Linked DNA regions of Mus musculus: region 1 is linked to region 2. A link is a contact called in public HiChIP or PLAC-seq data. All regions are on one chromosome and are shown on one strand. Each heading gives the region's core, a stretch centred on a gene start, on an enhancer-like site or on the middle of the called end of the contact. The rest is flanking DNA. Distances are from core to core; before and after follow the strand shown.

Region 1 (5,241 bases), core at 2,335-4,834, 430 kb after region 2:
ATTGGCCATCATTGTTTCTTCTTCAATGAACATCCATTGATCTCTTTCACCTACCCCTTTGCTTGGGTAGTTTGTGTTTCCATTGATTTACATGGAGACTTTAAGCATTGTGGAAACTTTATTGGTTTAAACACAGCAGGCGTTTCCTTCCTACTTGTGGCTTCTTTACTATCTTTATATGAGTTTATATTTTTAAAGATGTGTTTAAGGAAACAGACTCTCAGGTCATGTCATTCTGAGATGTGGATATTAAGACAAGGTAAATGGGTGAACAGGGGCAGGTAGGCTTTTATTTCCCTATGAGCAAAGGTCAGGAATAAATGATTAAATGGAAGATGTGTGTGTGTGTGTATGTAGATATATATATGTGTATATATATCTACATACATATATATATACACACACACATATATATATATATAGATCAGGATTATATCTCAATTTCTAAAAAAGAAAGAAGTCAGGACTAAATATGAGGACAGGTTGTATACTGACAAGTTTTGCAACTTAAAACTAAAATATATCAATTTTAATATGAATCCAACTTTTGATGTGTATTATATATTTGATGTATATTGTATATTGTATATTTTGATGTATATTTTCTTTTAATCTCTTCTAACTCTCTCCCCTTCCAAAGTCAAGGCTTCCAACTTGGAAGGATTTTTGGATGGAAGCTTCTGTACTGAAACTCACCCCACCACCACCACCAGAGAAAGACTTTCCAGAAGACTATCAAAGCCAGTATTCTATATAATGAAGACAGCACTTCAAACAAGACTGTTTCATGCAACTACAGATCAGCTGGAGACTGAGTGCACAGGACAACTAAATTTACAAAAGGTAGGGCTAAACATCTGTCACTCAATCAGCACTTGGGAAACTAAGGCAGAATTCCAACGTGAGCCTAAACCAACCAGACCATGTCTCAGGAAACAGTAAACCAAAGTAAAACCAAGCCACTAAAGTTAAGTACAAGAAATACAAGACAGGGAGGCAGGCAAGCCAAGTAGGTCATTGCTGTTTAAGAATTCCCACGGTAGGGTAATTAATGTTGGTGAGACAGCAAGGCACAGAACTGTGAGAAATATCACATCTTCTGCAAGAGGGAAGCTTTGCCTCCTTTTGGTAATTACTGTTAACAGTCACTTTAAGCACTTTCCAGAAATAATAAGCCATGCTATTCAAAGCCATTCCCCAAGGAGTGATTTTCATTTTCATCCAATGTATGTAGCAGTAGTATGCCACAGAGAACAGTCACAAGTGAGAGGCCCATGTGGGAGTCCAGAGCCACCCTGGCTACTGTTCTGCACAAGGGGCTGGTTTAGGGTCTCTTGAAGTCAGCTGGCATTCGTGGGTAGGTGTCTAGTTTCTGAATTTCCTGTGTAGAGGTCAGAGCAGGTTGAGATATAACAGAATGAAGTTATCTCAAGGGTATGATGGCACTTAAAATCTCAGCTGTCAGAAGACTGAGGCAGGATAAGGAGTTCAAAGCCAGCTTAGGCTACATAGCAAGCTAGCCTGGGAGAAGGAAGAGAGAGAGGAAGGGAGAGAGGGTTGAAGAAAGAGAGGGAGGCAGGCAGACAATAAGAAATGTTAAAAGAGCAAAGACACAGTTGTTGCTGGTTGATGCCCACAAGGCTTGCTTTTCACATTATAGATGTTCTGAGTGTAAAGCCATTATAACAGGCACAATGCATCGCTAATTTGAAACACCGAATTAAAACATTCCAGTCCGTTGAAAGCAGCCTCTTTCCTCTGTTACTTAAGTTGCAATTAGAATATTAATACACACTAATAAAAGATTTATTAGGTTTTTCTTGACACATTTGTGAATCACATCCGGATAAGGCTGGCAGGTAAACAGATTCTTGTAGATTTATGAGGTTTTATAAAAATTGGACCTAAAATTAAATGATAGCTATGAAAATACAAGGAAAGATAGAGTATTTTTTTTGTTACAGAATACGTTGCATTACCATTTTTAAATGGCTAAACTGACTTTTAATCCACCTAAAATAAATGAATTTTTATAGTCCCTAAAATGTCCGTTATTATGAAAATACATAAATTCCTTATATGGACATGCCCAGATTAAGATTTATTGTGTATTAGCTGAATTTAATTGAAAAGGGGAAAAACAGTATAATTTGACATCTTTAAAAAGTTAAAATAATCAAGAGATCTGGAATGAATTTCTAAATATAGAAACAAGCACAATATAAGTGGATGTCAGAAAAGAGGGTCACTGCTCATTTAATCTCATGTGTTTTCATTTTAACTCAGCTTTTTAAAGTAGACTAGAGAGACATGGATGCTATAAGCTGTGTGTGTATGTGTGTGTGTTTGTGTGTCTGTGTTCCCATACATGTGTCAGGCTGCTCTAAGTTAAGTAACACTTGCTATTATTTTAAGATGTTTGTGTTCTAATAAAATTAAGATTAGCCAATTTTGAGAAGTTTAGTCTTTGTTCATCTATAATCAAATTCTTTTTTTGTCAAAAATTAATCTGTGTGTGTCTCTAGTTCCAGAACTCCTAAGGTTAAGGCAGAAAATCATGAGTGCAAGTCCAACTTGGGCTGTATAGTTGAGCTTTGCCTAAACCTTTTTCTGTTTTTATCCAGCAGTGTGATTTTTGATGGATGCTAATTTCAATGTTATTGAATCTCAACAATAATTTAAAAGTTTGTGTACAAAAAGCCAGGACTGGGATAAGTTCTAGGACAGCCAGGGGACATAAAGAGACTTTGTCTCAAACTCACACTTGAGAACACATGGGGACACACACATGGGGACACACACACAGAGAATAATTCAAGAGATAAAGGTTTCAGAATTGCAAATTTGAAGTCTGCCCAGGCTTACCAAAGAGTTTAAGGCTAACCTGTCTTAAAACAAACAAGCAAACAAACAAACAAACAAAAAACAGAAAAAAATTTAAAGGCTAGGGATATAGCTCACTGGAAAAGTGCCCAGCAAGGGAGGGCCCCTGTTCCTTAATCCCTGCCCATCCCCCTAAAATAATGAAAAAGAAAACCACACAAAAACCATTTACTTCTTAGAGGAAACTCAAACACAGCCGAGTTACTCATTTCTTTAACCAAGCAGGCTTCCGGCAGGCCACCTCTACAACTCTCTCTGACACCGACGTCTGTACATTCATCTCTTGGTTCAACAGCCCCGAGCAGAACCTGTTGGTCCTTAAAATCAGCTCGAACTGCTTTCTCTCACCGTTCTTGCCTCCTATATTTTTATTCTCTCTCATAATAAAAATCAACAAATTGTTTCTACCACCTATCTCCTCCTGACACATCAGCATTCTTTTCTGTCTTAGTTGACTTTCAATGCTGTGAAAAAGGCCAGCAGCATCTTGGGAAGGAAGGAGTTTATTTGGTTTACGTGACTCAATCACAGCTGTGATCGTTGTGGGACGTTGGGGCAGGAACTGAAACAGGATAGAAACCTGGAGGCAGGAGCTGATGCAGGGGCCACAGACGTGTGCTGCATGCTGGCTTGCTCTCTGTGGTCTGCTCAGATTGTTGTTGCATACATCCCCGACCACCTGACTAGGAATGACACCGCCCACAATGGGCTAGGCCCTCCCATTTCAATCATGAATTAGAAAGAAAGCCCTGACAGACACACCTAGAGGTTAATGTTATGCAAACAATTTTCAGATTAGGGTCCTTCTTCCCAGATAACTCTAGCTTGAGTCAAGTTGCCAAAAATTGACCAGCAAGGTTTCTCGTGGACCTTCAGAGAACTGTGCCAGCAGAGGGTGGGGAAAGCATTCAAGGTTTTCCTGTGACAGACTGCCTTCTTGATGACATCATCTTTCCACAATCTCCTGAGAGTAAATGGCACCCTCTTTCCACTCTTCATTCCCTATCTTCCTTGAGTTGCTTTCTTTGTTCTCTGAAAGACTTACCACCCGCTGGTAGATGGTGATATGTATGCATGCATGTATATGTATGTGAATGCATCTACTTGACATGTGCATAGTTGCCTTCTTCCAGTAGAATGAAAATTACAATTCTGGGGTTTATCTCTTTTACTCTATATCACTTTCCTAGTGTTTCAATATCTCAAGTTTTTGGTAGTGTTTGAAGCTTAGCTCGTGGTGGATACTGCATGCTATATTATATATATATATGTAAATGAACAAGGAAAATAACTGAATTTATGATATTTTTATTTAAAATTTATGCAGCCTTTAAGTACATGTGCACATGCACACACACACACACACACACACACACCATATAAATTATGGCATTTCCTTACATGGTATGGAAATGAGAGGCAAGCCATTTCTCAGCTTCTCCCTGGGTTCTACTTCCTACTGTGTTTTAGGCCATCTGAGAAACCTGGAATTGATAATACCAATCATATAAAGTAAAAACAAACATAGACACCTTGTTAGGAACTGGGGTATTTAACCAGGGGAGCAGGAATTAATGAAGTACTACAGCTGGATCTTATGGAGACATTTTCTCAGTTGAGGTTCTCTTCTTTCAGATGAGTCTAACTTGTGTCAACTTGACCTAAAAACTAGCCAGGACATCAATGAAACATCCTTTTTTTGTTTTATTATTGAGAGAGAATCTTAAAATAGCTCTAACACAATATCAAAACCAGGAAATAGGTATATTAGTCCAAGTCATACAGTTTATTAAGATTTTAATCTTTTTTTTTTTTTTTTTTTTTTTGAGACAGGGTTTCTCTGTATATCCCTGGCTGTCCTGGGACTCACTTTGTAGACCAGACTGGCCTCAAACTCAGAAATCCTCCTGCCTCTGCCTCCAGAGTACTGGGATTAAAGGCATGCACCACCTTGCCTGGCTTATTAAGATTTTAATTGTACATACATGCTGTGTTTGTACCTGTGTGCAGAGTTCATTTTCATCATATGTGTAGATTCTTTTCAAACAACAACAAAAATACAAATGTTTTATTTAACAGTTGCAGATTATCCCGTGGGCTAAGTAGTAGAGGTCCAGGACCCAGCAGCAAGGTCAGCACAGCCTCTGAGCCTCTCTTTCTGACTCCAACAGGGCAAGCACATCACCCTCTTCAACAGGCCTCTGGCGTTTCGGATGATAGAGAAGCTGGTATCGTCCATAGATTCCACATACACCTGCATGCACTGTCTCTGTGAAATAGTCCTGCCTGCCCAGCACCTCACTTAGCCTGGCCAGCTTGGTGGGCTGCTTGAAGCTCAGGTTGAGCTGGCAGAGAGCA
Region 2 (6,002 bases), core at 226-2,725:
CACACTTAACACTTGGCTCATAGCCCGCATCCTCCACAAAGCCTCCAAGGTAGACAGACTCGGCCCTGGGACATCTCACCCATCCTCAACACACAAAGCATTGCCCATTCGATCCAGTTTCACAGAGGTGCCGTTGCCACTTCTTGGAGGACAGAGCCACTGTTTGAAAGTCTTTTGCTTTAACTGGTAGTGAGACCACAGCAGGGCACATTATATAGGACTTTTAAATGAATGGAAAAGAGAGTAGAGTCAACACATTCTTGGGTCATGGGCATCTTCTCTGGAAATGCCCTGAGGACAAGCTCCTTGCAGTCTGAGGTCCCTCCTCCAAAAATGAAAATCAAATGTGGCTACTTCCGGGTGGTGGAAAGAACAACACTTGAAAATCTAAGCAGCACCTCTCTCGTGATTTCCAGGAGTTGGGGGCGGAGCCGGGACAGGACCACTTCCATTTAAACAGGAGGTGAGCGCAGTGTGGTCCCTGAGTCAGCGTGAACTGCAGCATCCACCATCTTTAAAAGTCCTGCCTCGTCGCTGGAGTACACGGTGGTGTCTGTGTCATCTGAGTGATACCCAGACTGGTAGCCACTGGTCTGGTTGGAGCCTTCCGAGGCCACAGACTCCCTGCTTTTACTGGGCATCATTCCACTGTAGAAGAAACAGCAAGCGAATGAATTAAAAAGGGAAGCCGGCTCATTTGCTTTACACAGTCACCAAAGCCCGAGCTCAAGGAAGTAGAATCCCCTCCAGAGACACTAGCCCCTCTCTCTCATTCCCTAATCAGCCTCAGACAAGGTCTACTCTCAGGTACTGGCATGAGCTAGTAGTCGCAGATAAGTCCTCTTATTCGGGTCCAAGTCTTTCAAGCTTGAGACGAGATAAAAGGCCGTTCTGCTGAGGTATGCAGAGCCCCCAACCAATGGAAGAGTTTTACAGCCTTGACGATTGACAAGTTTGTCTACAGTGATAGAAGTCACAGGGTCTCTTTCATGATATTAAACGATATCGGGATGGTCTAAAAGTTCATTTGTGTTTTTCCTGTTCGGTCACCTAGGGAGCTAAGTGGTCTATAAAAGATGTTAATAAATTTGTAGAGGGGGAGAAAAAAAAAAAAAGCTAGTGTACAGTCAGGCCAGACATGTCAAAAACTGTTTTTTACTCATCCAAACCAAATTCTTTGGACAAATTGGGGGTTCAGTCACTCAGCAGCAACTGGAGAATGTTTCCAATGACATAGTAGTCATGTCAAAGCTAACAAACGTGGGCTGTGTGGACCGAAAAGCTCGGGCTTTGCCCTCGAAGGGGTCTTATTCTTATTATTCATGATAAAAGCCACAGAGAGAGTTTGTTTACTCTGTGTTCAAATACGGTTTCATGTAAGTTCAAAGAACCACAAGTATGTTTCCCCTCCCAGCCCCGCTCTTCACTTCCCACACCAAACCAGTTTGTGTCTCAAACAGAGGCATGATCCTGGCCACCTAATAGCTCTGAGTCACTATTGTTTGAGTCAATGAAAGAAGCATGTGGTTGGTGCCCATGCCTTCTTGCTGGGCCTTAAAGAAAACGGCCAAGTTTACTGTGGCTACTGTTGTTGTATAGACATCACTCAAAAGTCCATAGGGAACCCCACCTCGTACAGCAGCTCTCTGGTGTGTAGATCAAATCTTGGGTTTTCCCTACCTAGAATGAGCCTGCCAGCAAACAAATAACTACTCTTATCCCACTCTTCTTAGAAACATAAAGATTTTTTTAATATTTAAATCAGGTACATTTATTCAAAGCCTATATATACCTGTTGAGTCATAAGGAAGAATGACTCGAATAAATTTAATAGTTTTCCCCCAACTGAAAAGGCAGTGACTCAAAGAATCATATTTAAATATATGAAATAAGTGAATATGTATGTATTTATATATCATCTTTCTTAATTACAGATAAAGCCATCTAAGTACAGGTTTGACAGTCCATCAGAGTCTGCAAAGTCTTCACTCTTCAGGATCATGGTACCTGCTGACATCTTTGCAGTTTGGCCAGGGCCATAGAAGCCACAGGTCACTCTGCTGGCCCGTATCAGTCCCATAGCCTTCACAAATGTAGTCATTAGAAATTGGCCAAATACTCTAACTTGCTTCAGGGTTTTCTTCAGACTCACCAATTTCATGGCTTAGTTTATTTTACCTCTTTATCAAATTGCTAATTTGGAATATTAATGTCATCAACCTCCAAAGGCACCAGAAAAGAAACCACATCTACACTGAATGTCTTTATTATGCCCTTCCAAAAATACGTATTGAAATATTCTTCCTTAGTAGGCTGAGTCTTACCCAAAAGATGGAGATAATTTGTTCCTGTCTTCCAGAGTTTTCAGCTCTTCTGATGCAAGGACCATCCCACTGTCTGTCTGGCTGTCCTTTTTAGGAGACAGTGAAATGACACAGTGAGTGTGCACGTGACCAGCTACTTTAAACTCCTTTCTCAATCCATCTAGCTGACAATAGGACTCAATGTCATGCCAAAGAGGGAAAGGGTATGGCAGCCAGCGACTGTGCAAGCCACAAAGGAAGCAAATGCTTCGAGGAAGTAGACTTGGGCTAAGGAGAGAGGAAAGGTCAGGATGTTGGGGTCTCCTCTCTGCACGGCGACAACATTTGCACTTGAGTGAAGTTGGACACACAGTTAAGACTATCCCAAACCTTGGTCCAGGTGCCTTTCATACGGCAAAACTAAAGATCGACCTCCCCCAGGGCACATATGCTCAAGGACAGCCTTAATAAGGTTCCAAAACTCAAGAGCTTAGGCTAATATTTATCTAGCTAGTATTTCACCCCAAGTATTATCTTTATGACTATTTTTAAAAGATGTACTTACATCTGGGATCACTTTTACTTCTGGTTCCTCCAATGGGATATCTTCAAATGTTTTTACACTCACTGGCCGGCTCTTTCGCTTACTGTTCTGGAGATAATGACTGCAAGAGAACAAATATTTATTTGTATTTGGGTGGTGGTATATTTGGCTGTGGATGCCTCAAGTGATACCTAAGCTCATTATCTTTCAACCACAAGTTGAATAGCAACCTTCAAAACATCCTTTGCTAGAAGAAAAACAAAATTCAAAAAGAATATTTTTTTCTGCTAGCACGCACAGAAGGCTTAATTTCCTGTGAAAGTCCATTTAAAAGTATAATATAACTGAGAAGGGTAAAGGAGACCCTGTGCCTTGGAATTGTGCTTCTGGGGTTCAGTGCTGAACTAAAGACAAGGGCAGCTGACTCAACAGCAGGGCGCTGACTGCATGGAATTCCTCAGGTGATCTCTTGATGTACTGCAGCATGCTTCCCTTTTTCTAGCCATCTCCAAAGAGATGTGTCCTACACAGTATTCACAGGGCATCATGGGTAAGGTATCCTTTGGTATCCCTAGATGCTGGATACTGTGCTGGGCAGTGGTCTCAAGTCAGCTTCTTTCTCCTACATGAACTACAGATCTAAGGCACAGAGGGAGGTGGGCTGGGTCTTACCCAGGCACGCTTTTAGCCCACATGGTTGCTTATTTCAGAAAAGGACAGTGGCTTCAGAGTCTCAAGACACTTTGCATAGCTTTAAGTCTAACCCTGAGTACAGGAATGGAGTCAAGCCTTTGCTGCTCCATTTTAAATGCTCGTAGGCAAGAGCTATTCTTCAGCAGCATGCACGGGTGTTGTCAAGGTGAACAGCACGGGTAGATGTCAAGTTTGCTGTTCTTAGGAAGTGCAAAACCCCATCAACCAGCATTTGCCTCCCTCTTTTGAATTCCAGAAGACCTCCACAGAATGAGACTTGTCAGACAGCACATTACCGCTCCCTGGGGCTTGCTCTTCCCTACCACTTGACATTGGGAGAGCCCAGAGATCCTGTCAAAGCCTCCAGCAGCCCAAGGGGAGATAAGAGAAGCCCCCTGTACAGGAAACGTCCATGCAGACAATAAACATATTCTTCACTCTTGTCCCATGACAAGCAGCCTGCTGGCACAGCGCATAAATGCTGGGTCAGAGTTGAAGAATGGAACCTGAGCATCTCTTCCCTTCCCTAAGAGGTTGTTTCCTTCCCACACAGAGGAGAGAATGAGGTTCTCAGTGATACCCCAACTCGGGAGACTCCACAGGAAAGGAGACAGGCCAGGCGATGCAGGGAACAAGCAAAGCCTGTTTCCTGATAAGTCTGGTCTTTAAAAGCAGTGACTGCCAAAGCTGGTTAGCATCATGCCTAGTCACTCGTTCAGGAAGACCTTTGGGAATCTATCACCACTCAGACATTGAGCTGAATGCTCTTCAAACACTGCCTCACAGCATCTCACAGTAACCTCTCCAAAACCTACTTGTCCAAAATCATACAGCTCGAGCCTTAGGCTATAGTTGTGAGGGCCACTGAAAAAGTTTGAGGCATGGGATTGGCATGATCAGAGCTGCTTTCTAGACATCTTGGCTGTGAAGAGAAGAGAAGACCAGAGGCAGGGAAGCCTGGTAGGAGACTTCACCCTTATGTAGAGAAGAATCGGAATAAAGAACAGGAATGTGCATAAGGTTTGGAGCAGTGCCTGGATTCCATAGGTATCCGAGGTGACAACCAGGCAGCGTCAGGAGGTGGCGTGGGTATCACACAGCTACCTTAGAAGATCAGATCTTTACATTCTCTGCCCAGTGATTTCAAGATGGAATTGGTCCTTCACAAGTGACCAAGTATTTCCTGGCATCTCTCCTTGCATCTGCTCCCCACAGTCTCTCAGACAGATCTCTTATTTCCCACTGAGAGACGAAGAAGCCCATACTCAGTGAGAAAAAGGCAGAACCAGGATTCACACTTAAGTTTGCAGGATCTAAAGCCCCCGTGGGGCTGTTTTCCCTCATCCCATTCCACCCTGACTCTCTTGGAGTATCAGGGTGGAAAAGAAAGAAGAGAGTCAAAGACTCATCGCTCAAATCTTGATTAAGCACCTACTACATTCATACCGTTCCCACTCACGCACTGACCCTGGGGTGAGTCAGTGGGTGGAGTCAATACCGAGCGTGGAGTAGATGAAAGGTGAAGAAAGAAGACTCCCATTTCAAGGAGTCAAGCATGATGGCTAAGTCAAGAGAGAGCCAGATAGCCAGCAGGCTCTCCCAGGCATTAGTCCATCATAGATATTCAATTACCACAAGCAATTAATCAAAATGAGGAAAATACTGTGTCTCAAAGCCTGGGCTCCGGGAGAGAACTGCAAAGACATCTCTGATAAACTGCTTGGAATGGAAGGTGAAACTCCCAGAGGAAATGACAGAGCAACCACAGATGGTCCACACACGGCCCTCTGAGAGAGACGAGCCCAGTAAATACAGACTTTCTTAAGAGAAGCACACTCGGGGCCAGGGATGATCCACGGGGGGAGTTGGAGACAAAGTTAAGTCTAGACATAAGTGGCCCTCCCTGCCCCCACTCCTCAGCCTCTTCTCCACATAACTGTTGAACAACTATTTTAAAAATAGTCTAAAGGGGCCACAAATCAAGAGGCTGTCTCCCACAGTGATGTCCCTGTCCAACTCTATTTATAATTCAGCAGACTTGAAAAGTATAAGTGGGGGAATCAAAGTGAGACTCAGCTTTTCTACTTGGCTGGAAGCGTGAAAACAGATAGAACATGCCCTGAGAGGTGTCTTAGCCTCGGTGGATTTTCCCCCAGAGAAGCTGAGCCACATGAGAGCCCCGCACTGCTGTGTGCAGTGTGCTCACTCCTGCATTCCTCACTGTCTTTAATTCAGACCACTGTAAGGTGATGGAGGGCTTTATTTCCATAAGAAGCAGAACAGGGGACTTGAGAGGCCATGCAAACAAACGCTTCCAATATCTGTTTTATTTTTCAGTTTACAGAGAGCTAAAACAGAACCTAGTCTGGGAAGTCTCCTTCAAAACTCACAGGCAGAAAATCTGAGCCAAGCTTGGCTGGGCTTAAAGCACGGTGTCACGTCTGTCCACACTTCTAGGGGAT

What was found. HiChIP or PLAC-seq counts read pairs in DNA pulled down with a chosen protein or histone mark.
Region 1: a contact with region 2 is called in a FOXA1 HiChIP or PLAC-seq map of pancreatic cancer cells. The contact joins two enhancer-like sites. A contact is called at or near these places in 3 of 39 promoter capture datasets (the HPC-7 cell line, HPC-7-derived erythroid cells, pre-B cells and 1 more), 1 of 484 Hi-C or Micro-C datasets (the HPC-7 cell line) and 1 of 115 datasets of contacts at active chromatin or transcription factors (pancreatic cancer cells).

Annotation. Positions count from the first base shown.
Region 1 is chr5:76,365,892-76,371,132 of GRCm38.p6, forward strand. No RefSeq gene overlaps it. Among named protein-coding and RNA genes, the nearest start is that of Nmu, 4.7 kb to the left of the region's middle. Within about 2 kb of position 3,585, at least 16 of the 459 cell types and tissues checked have an H3K27ac peak or open chromatin away from gene starts, as enhancers often do. A contact at or near this core is called in pancreatic cancer cells, where this site is marked.
Region 2 is chr5:75,933,971-75,939,972 of GRCm38.p6, forward strand. It overlaps Kdr (kinase insert domain protein receptor), which reads right to left. Exons shown (of 30, transcript NM_010612.3): 28 at 2,869-2,968; 29 at 2,325-2,410; 30 at 1-648. The coding sequence ends at 453. Among named protein-coding and RNA genes, the nearest start is that of Gm32727, 40 kb to the right of the region's middle. Within about 2 kb of position 1,476, at least 5 of the 459 cell types and tissues checked have an H3K27ac peak or open chromatin away from gene starts, as enhancers often do. A contact at or near this core is called in pancreatic cancer cells, where this site is marked.